Linked DNA regions of Mus musculus: region 1 is linked to region 2. Evidence: chromatin contacts called from public HiChIP or PLAC-seq data. All regions are on one chromosome and are shown on one strand. Each heading gives the region's core, a stretch centred on a gene start, on an enhancer-like site or on the middle of the called end of the contact. The rest is flanking DNA. Distances are from core to core; before and after follow the strand shown. Region 1 holds the start of Lin28a (lin-28 homolog A (C. elegans)). Region 2 has its middle 22 kb from the start of Rps6ka1.

Region 1 (4,478 bases), core at 968-3,467, 110 kb before region 2:
ATTAAGGCCAGCATGTGCCATGAAGCAACGCCTTGTCTTAATCAAAAGCAATAATAAAATGTCTATTTGTCTCATGTGTGTCAGGAGACTTCGGAGGAGAATCAGGCTTTTTTTTTTTTTTTTTTTTTTTTTAAGAACTTGGACCTAAGAACGCAGGAAAGATGCAAAGCAGGAAAGTATTGATGTTTCAGCACCAGGGACAGAGCTACGGGCGCTCTCAGCACCCTGGACAGAGCAAGTGATCATGCCTGCATGCCTGCGGGGGAAACCCAACCTTGTTGGAGGCTGACCAAGAGAAGCCTGGACGTTCACCTCGTCTTTCTTCTTCCCTTCAGAAGACCTCAACCACCAACGTATGAACCTCAAGAGCAACTGTATAAGGAACAGATATTGTTAACGGGAGCGGGTTGTATAAATAAAATGACTTTGGTTGATACACTCGGACAACTCCAAAAAGATCTAACAGTCCCTAGCTGGGAATAGGACACTCTTAATGATACTTAAAAATTACAGCTTAGTAGCACAAGGCTTGCCATAGTCTTTTTCATCCCTCAAAGTCCTATCTCATACTTTTTATGCGCATGCAAACATTCGTAGAAAAGAGAACAACAGTATTCCTCACAGTCATCTCCTATTCCATCGTCCATTTCTCTACACCATCATCTTTTTTCTGTCTTAGATACGCACTTGCTTATGAGCGTGCATGTATGTATGTATGCACAACTGCAGCGTGTGAACCACAAGAGATTCTACACACTTGTGGAGAAGACTGAATTCAGGATAAGCTGATGCCCCTGAAAGCAGGCTCTGTCCCTTTAAATGGGTTGTAGCTGTGGGGGAGGGGAACTGACCGGAGCTGGCATTGTCCAGTTTGAACTGAGCACCGGAAGTGAAGGGGCAGGGCCAGGGCCGTGCACTGAGCCCCGGGCCATTGTCCATCTCTGACCAGGGCAGTGGCCACCCCTCTGGTCCACCCTCTTTATCTTCTAGTAGGGAGTTTACCTCTTTAAATGAGAAGCCTCTCTCTATCCAGTCTTTTCACCAGTCATACTACCCGAAGGGTAGCTCAATTTAGGATGGTGACTGAGAACAGGAGGGTCTGGGAATTAGAGTGTCCCGGGTCTTGGAGGAAGTGCCTCCACCCACCAATCTATTCTCTTCCACCAACGGATGGGACAGGACGGGACGCGGCAGGCAGGGGCCCGATGAGAACACAGCTACCACAGAGGGCATTCTTCGAGGTTTCCACATGCTCTCTCAGGGAGCTGTACCTGGAAGCAACTTTAGGTGTAGGCTTAGGAGGGAGCGAAGGACTCTTTGCACAGAATCAACTAGGAGCTTGTTTCTCACTGGGACAAACCCAGAGAAACTGTTGTTGAAATTTGGAGATTGAGGCATCCAGTAGCACCCAGAGACAGGCCGAGTTTGAGAGGCAGCACCTAGGTTAAGACAGATCAGCTCGGTGGGGTCTCCAGCCGCTTCCTTGCACCCCTATCCCGGCTTCCTAATGTCCAGAACTCCAGGTCTATCTAAGCACACGGAGGTGGGGGGTGAGAGCAGGTCAGCGCCAAGCAGCCGGGTCAGCTCTGAGGCCTGAGGGGAAAGAGGGGGAGGGGCGCTGAGGGGCTGGGGGAGGGGGAGGGCTCATCCATTTCTCCCTTGACAGGTGGTTTGTGTTTCTGATTGGACAGCGCCACCAGGCTCACACCTCCCTCCCCCAACTCTCTGGAATGTATAATTATCTGCCCGGGGGGTGGGGGTGGTGTGTGTGTGTGTGTGTGTGTGTGTGTGTGTGTGTGTGTGTGTGTGTGTGTGTGGTCACGTGGTTATAAAACTACCCCCCCCCCGTTCCCCCCCACCTGTGTCCGCTTTGGATGCCCGCATTGAGTCCTCAAAGTGCAGGATCCCAAATTCTGGGGTACTGAAGACTTCCAGTGCAAAAGATCCCCATCTCCAGATGTGTGTATGTGGAGGGGGTGTCAAATCTCAAGGTTCTGGGAAGGGACACCCCAGAGGTGTCAGAGACCAGAGCAGTGGGGGAGGGCCGAAGCCAGAGCCAGAGGGAAAGGGAGGGGTAAGGAGAGAGGGGAGGGGAGGGGGCTGCCCGCGGGGGGTTGGGTCATTGTCTTTTAGAATTTGGGAGCCTTTGAAAAGCCGTGGGCCCTCCCACCGCTATTGTGCGGGGGAAGATGTAGCAGCCTCTTCTCCGAACCACCCCTTTGCCTCCGGACTTCTCTGGGGCCAGCAGCCGCCCGACCTGGGGCCCGGGGCCACGGGCTCAGCAGACGACCATGGGCTCGGTGTCCAACCAGCAGTTTGCAGGTTCGAGCTTGCGATTCAGCGGGCACACCTTAGGGTGCAGGGAGCCCAATGTCTAAATAGAAGGGAGGTGGGAAAGTGTCCCACGGACTTGTCCGCGGGACCCCCAAGTCCCTATGGCCTCCTGCTTCTGGGGGCCATCTCTGGACTAGGGAACCCTGGTGTTCCAGTGGCTTGTACACCGAGCCCGTGGGGGCGGAGGGAGAGAAGAGGAGGGGCCTGTCCCTCCGCGTGTGCACGGGCAACTTGTTGTGGGAAGACAAGCAAAACTTTTGGGGCGTCAGCATCCTCTGTGTAAGCTTGGGGAGGCAGCCAGGACAGGTTTCTTCTTACCAGCTGCTTGGTAGCTGCCTCCTCCTGGGTGTCTATCCGCGGGCTGACCACCGAGATCTCCCAGACGGGTCCCTGAGAGGGCCTGCGATCCCTTGGCCCCCAGCTGATCACCTGGCCCTCCCTATCTCCAGGTGGCTGCGCCAAGGCAGCGGAGAAGGCGCCAGAGGAGGCGCCGCCTGACGCGGCCCGAGCGGCAGACGAGCCGCAGCTGCTGCACGGGGCCGGCATCTGTAAGTGGTTCAACGTGCGCATGGGGTTCGGCTTCCTGTCTATGACCGCCCGCGCTGGGGTCGCGCTCGACCCCCCGGTGGACGTCTTTGTGCACCAGGTGAGACTCATTCTGGAACTTTGCTAGGGGAAAAAAAAGAAAAAGGCTGGGAGTTCCGAGGTACGGCCTTGGCTGGTGGCCCCTCCTGTCGGATTGGAGGAGATAAATACCCCTCATTGTGCGTCCCCATATTTTTCGGGACACCCCAGTTTTGAGTTTGTAGTAACTGCAGTTGTGCGAGGAGGCACTGCTGACTACCAGCACCCCCTCCCCGCCCCCTTCCGGGAACCCCTCCGGCTTACCACGTGTCTATTACCTCTTTCCCCTGGGAAGGGAGCAGGGGGCAGGGAGGTGACCCCATGTGGCAGAAACTAAGGTTGTATTGTGCTTGCCGGTGGGGGAGGGCCAGCAGGCCGACCAGGGAAGCACATGCAGGGCCTGAGCCGGGCGTTAGCGCCCTGAGTTCTAAAGGTCTGAGTCTAATTCATAGGGAGGAGAGAGTGTGAGCCATTTGCTACCCAACCTACGGGCGTGAACCTGCGACGTCAGGTTCTTCCCGTTTCAATGCAGACCTCAAGTCAGGTGGCCACCCAAAGCCAGGTCCTGTAGCCAGTGTAGGTTTGGCAGGTCCCGGAAGGATCAACGTGTGAGCTGAAAAGCTCCCCTAGAGGTCTGGCTACAGATCAGGGCTGGCAGGCACCTCTAGCTGTCCACCCGGTTCTGCCAGGAAGGAAGACCTTAAGATCCCAGGCCTTCATTCCTTGGCCGTGGCAATCCCAAGTTCGCAGTTAAAGAAGGGCTACACAGTAGGGAGTGAAATTCAGTGTCGAGGGGGCAGGCGGTAGAGGAAGACTGGCCTCTGGCCCTATTCTCCTCAGCTTGGCATTTATGGCCCCAGACAGCCATTGATTGCTGTCCCTAACATTCCTAACCCTAAACAAGGAAGAGAGTAGAGCCTTCAGGTTTCCCTCTTCCCGGCCATTCCCTTTCTTAATATCCTACCGGGGGCGGGGTGTGTGTGTGGGGGAGTGGTACCATTCCACGCTGGAAAGGAAGTTACTGCTCCTGCCCTTTTCCACATTTGGTGGGTTAAGGCTGGGCCAGGAAAGAAGAAAATTGCTAATCCCTGGCCTGCGAGCTTGACACCCGGGCCGGGCAGGGAGGGGTTACTTCAGGGAGGTTAGCTTTAGGAGCTGTGGGGGAGGGGAAAGGAGGATGTGGGGATTAAGGGTTGGAGCCTGAGGGATGGCGTTCTTGAGGGGGAGGGGTGGGGAAGGAGATGCTGGGTGGACTGGTTGGGGGCTGCTGGGAAGGCTGAACCCTGCCCTCCAGTCAGAGGTTGGGGAGTGGAAACTAAGTAGATTTGGGTTGATGGAATTTGAGGACCAGCTCTTTGCTGTTGGTGTCCTAGGGTCACTAGGCTTCTGGAATATGTGTTTTGTTTCTTTTTTAAGGGACCTGGAACAGTACCTTTAACTTTTCTGCACCGCCCCCCCCCATCACCATCACCAGACTGCTGGTTTCTGGATGGTGGCTTTGTGCCCCCCATCTCATTTGC
Region 2 (4,593 bases), core at 492-2,991:
CAGGGCATCAGGTCCTGTTACAGATAGTTGTGAGCCACCATGTGGTTGCTGGGATTTGAACTTAGGACCTCTGGAAGAGCAGTCAGTGCTCTTAACCACTGAACCATCTCTCTAGCCCTAGAATGTTCTTTCTAAATGATCCACACATCCTTCAGCATTCACCCCTCAGCACACTGGCATAGGGATTAAAAGCCAACAAAGGCCACACCTCCCTATAAGCCTATTTCTTTCAAACCACCACAAATCCCAATAGAAAGCAATGTGTGTCTGCTAAGAACAACCTGATCCTGCACGTGGCAGTTCTGGAAAACTCCACCCGTGGAAATTCGTGGAAGTCCCCTGGGTAGCAGGAAACAGGATGATGCTATTGTTTATTAAAAGAAAGAACTGGATATAAGCTGGAATGCAGGTCAGTTGATAGTGTTATCTAGCATGCATGAAGCCCTGGGTTTGATCCCTTGCACTGACTCAAACTGGGCATGGTGGCACACACCGTGCAAAACACTTGGGTGGAGGAATAGAAACAGAATAATCAGAAGTTGAAGATCAGCTATGCCTGCAAGGCCAACCTGGGCTAAATAGGAGCTTGTCTGCAACAACAACAACTACAACGAACTTAGCCTACCATTGTATTTGACTTTGCTGTACCAAGGACTGAAAACAGAGTTTCACACACACTGGGTAAGTGCTCTACCACTGAGCTACATCCGCAGTATAACTTTGGACAAGTTATTTCTCTGAATCTAAACTTCCTTCTTACATAAGAGTGTCTACTCCTTAATTTGGTAAGGAACGCAGTTACCATGTATACAAAGGTACTCTGTAAGAACCCAGCTTAATCAGCCTCATTAAATTTTATCAACTTAATTTTTTTGTTCCATTTATTTTTATCGGGATTGGAGATGCAGCTACATGCAAATGAGGGTCAGACAACAATTTTCTGGAGTCTTATTTTTCTCCTTCTACATCTGCATGGACTCTGGGGATCAAACTCAGGGCCTAAGATTTGCACAGCAAACGCTTTATTCACTGATCCATCTCGCTGGTCCAAATATTACCCACTTTCAGGAACTGGGAATAAGAATACTTTTATTATCACTGATCTTTGATTTCACTAGGTAAGCAGGCTTTTAGGAAAGGTTGCTTTGTTGTTCAAGGCCTTGCTGCTTTAGGGAGGGATCAATTCTCATCTATTTAGATTACTGACTGAGGACACAGCAAGGAGGCTGGGTAACCGTACTCCAGTGCTCTCTCTGTCCAGAGTAAGATTCACAGTAGCTAGAGGAAATCACTGGTCAGCCGTCGCCATGACAACATCAGACCGTCCTCCGGTCCATCAACGGAAGGGGGCGGTGTCTGGAGAGTAGATCGCCTAGGTGGCCACGCGTGCCTGGGTCGCATGCAGCCCAGAGGAGTCCTCGGGTGCCAGGCAGGCACTGCTTCCTCTGTCCGCACGGGGGCGACGCAGAGCTGAGCTCCGCGCGTGCGTGGGAGCCAGTGACCGCACTGGGTCCTCTGGGCCCGAAACTGGAAGCTCCCACAGGCTCCCCTCCAAGCGTCTGATCTGACGTCGTCCACGACACACGACAGCCTCTCCCAGGACCGCCCAGCTCATGTACGGCTCTGACCCGACCATCACAGCCCTCACCGAGGCCGACACCAGACCCAAGCTTCCCAGGGACCAGCTTTGGCTATCGCCAGTCCCAGGAGGCCCAGGGAGCACGCGCACGCACGTGTGTGGGCGGGGCTTCAGGTTGGAACGCCCCCTCAGGGGCGGGGTCATAATCTGGGGAGCGCGCGGGGTGATGGGAGCAGTAGCCACGCGGAAGCCAAGCGAGCACGGGGCTGATTTACAGGGCACCACGTGGCTTGGTGGGTTTGGGTGCTCGATGCTGGCCCTAGGGTATCTCGGAAATGGGCTCCAGTCGTGCCATGTGTCGGAACGCGGCTTGGGGGAGGACATACAGGACAGTCCTGGGGCCCAGTCTGGGACTAGATCTAGGTCCTTGGTTTATAGAGTTAGTCGGAGGTCCTTGGTGTGTCATCCACGCTTTAACATTCCAGCCATTGCCCAGGCTTGTCACTTGGCGGCACCCTCCCGCCACTCACAGCAGGATATGCCCTTCTCAGAACCCAGCCAAACAGAGAGGCTCATGAGCGCTTCATCTTCAGTTTCAACAAGATTAGGTTGCCAGGCATGGTGGCTCATGCCTGTCATTCCTGGGGCGGGAAGGTCTTGGAGCCCAGCCCTGGCTACATAGTGAGTTCCTGGCTTTTTGAATACAAAGTGAGACCCTGTGTTAAAGAACTAAAACAAACAAAACCGAACAAGCATCCAAAACCTAAAACAAGCAAGCTAGACAGATAGAGGTGAGTTCTCCCGAGTCCGTTTGTGACTCCAGCAGTTTCCCTTACAGGGAGGGCTGGGGGACAGCCTCAGCAACTTAACACTGAATGCTATTGTTAACTGAAGTGCACCAGGGATAGGAGGGAGATGCATTTTCTTTCTGTTTTCTGGGGTTCAGCATAGACTGGACGTACCAATAAACCCTGCCTGCTCGCTCGTTCTCTCTCTCTCTCTCTCTCTCTCTCTCTCTCTCTCTCTCTCTCTCTCTCTCTCTCTCTCTCTCCCTCCCTCCCTTCCTCCCCCCCCCTTTTAATATGAGGCCCTGGCACAGCGAAAGTTAAAACATTTAAAATGTAATTCTAATTCATAAATCTTTTTAAAAATTAACCTTACAAAAACCAATTTAAGCCGGCCATAGTGACACAGGACTTTAATCTCAGGACTTGGGAGGCAGAGGCAAGCAGATCTCTGAGGTTGAAGCCAGCCTGGTCTACAGAGCACTCAGAGAAATCATGCCTTAAAAAAAAAAAAAGTGAGGCTATGCCAGTGCCTGGCAAATACAGAAGTGGATGCTCACAGTCATCTATAGGATGGAACACAGGGCCCCCAATGGAGGAGCTAGAGAAAGTACCCAAGGAGCTGAAGGGGTCTGCAACCCTATAGGTAGAACAACAATATGAACTAACCAGTACCCCCAGAGCTCGTGTCTCTAGCTGCATATGTAGCAGAAGATGGCCTAGTTGGCCACCATTGGGAAGAGAGGCCCCTTGGTCTTGCAAACTTTATATGCCCCAGTACAGGGGAACGCCAGGGCCAAGAAGTGGGAGTGGGTGGGTAGGGGAGCAGGGCCGGGGGTGGGGGTATAGGGACTTTTAGGATAGCATTTGAAATGTAAATGAAGAAAATATCTAATAAAAAATTTGAAAAAAAAAGAGAGAGAACTTTCAGGTTTTGTTTTGTTTTGAGACGGGATTTCTCACTGTGTAGACCAGGCTAGCCTTGAACTCAGATTCGCCTGCCTCTTTCTCCGAGCATTAGGATTAAAGACATGAACTGCCTTGTAGAACTAAAAGTCCTCATCCTTTTACTTTTTTTTTTCACACACAGTATTTTTGTGTTTACCGGCTTGAGAGATCCTACATATATAAATAAGAAGAGGTCACATGCCTATGGTTGACTCAATCTATACTGTCCTGTGTTTGTGTCAATACATAATAGATAGGATTGTTATTTAAAGAGTCGGTATTTCCAGAAAATGAACATTTACAATTCAGTTAGTCCACCAGTAATGAACTCTTAGTTTGGGCCTGTGCTTATAACAATATAACAGAACTACGTGATCACTGTCAACAGTTTTAGAGGGAATATTGGTAAGAACCAAGAAAGTCATCAAGATTAAGTCTCCTTGGTTACTTGCTCTCCTCCAGCCTGCATTGGCTTGCTTATTTGGTTCTGGTTTGGTTGATAGGGTCTCTCTGTGTAGCCCTGGTTGGCCTGGAACTCCCTCTTTAGACCAGGCTGGCCTCGAACTCACAAATATCCTCTGACTCCCTAGTGCTGGTTTGTGTGAAACGTGTTTGCCACCACCCTGGACCAGCTGATATTGTCTTATTATGTTGAGGCATAGTCTGTGTGACCCAAATTAAACCTGGAACTGACAATGTAGCCCAACCTGGCCCTGAACTTCGAGCAATCCTCCTGCCTCAGCCTCCCAAGTACCGAGAATACAAGTTTATTCTGTAAACTATACTGGATGGATTGGTTAATGCTAAGTAATTCATGCAGTGGGAATCTGGGGTCTGGACAAAGTTGTCCAGGGAGGGTTCCTTGCTAGGGTCACACAGCTAGGACGGAATGGCACAGCCCGGAACCCGGCCCAACTTTATCTGATTCCATGCCTCTGTTGGTCTCTTCCTGTTAGTGTTCAGCTGACTTCCTTCCAATCTTTATTTCTGTGCAACAGGGCAAAAATATTTACATGTAAATATTCATCGTTTTTCCTCCTCCAGCCTTGGTTCGAAACATATTGTGACAATTGCCAAGGAAGGGGGTAGACATGAAGCACAAGCCTGCTGTGTTCTGGAGGGATTCCTCCCAGGCCCACTCAGGAAAAGCTGCTGGCAGAGCAGGGGTGGCAGAGCAGTGGCAGAGCCAGGAGGGTTAGCGACTCAGAGAGGGGAGACTAAGCAGGGCATTCTAGAACTGCTCTGGCAACTTGGGACGTGGAGGAAGTCTTAGGATTCTGA

Evidence for each region. HiChIP or PLAC-seq counts read pairs in DNA pulled down with a chosen protein or histone mark.
Region 1: a contact with region 2 is called in an H3K4me3 HiChIP or PLAC-seq map of embryonic stem cells, with 24 read pairs. The contact joins the promoter of Lin28a here to the enhancer-like site in region 2. A contact is called at or near these places in 8 of 484 Hi-C or Micro-C datasets (the G1E-ER4 cell line, embryonic fibroblasts, embryonic stem cells and 1 more), 5 of 115 datasets of contacts at active chromatin or transcription factors (effector CD8 T cells, embryonic stem cells, extraembryonic endoderm stem cells and 1 more) and 2 of 9 other capture datasets (adipose tissue and liver).

What each region holds. Positions count from the first base shown.
Region 1 is chr4:134,016,555-134,021,032 of GRCm38.p6, reverse strand. It overlaps Lin28a (lin-28 homolog A (C. elegans)), which reads left to right and starts at 2,217. Exons shown (of 4, transcript NM_145833.1): 1 at 2,217-2,322; 2 at 2,784-2,980. The coding sequence starts at 2,292.
Region 2 is chr4:133,907,924-133,912,516 of GRCm38.p6, reverse strand. No RefSeq gene overlaps it. Among named protein-coding and RNA genes, the nearest start is that of Rps6ka1, 22 kb to the right of the region's middle. Within about 2 kb of position 1,741, at least 347 of the 459 cell types and tissues checked have an H3K27ac peak or open chromatin away from gene starts, as enhancers often do. A contact at or near this core is called in adipose tissue, effector CD8 T cells, embryonic fibroblasts and 4 more, where this site is marked.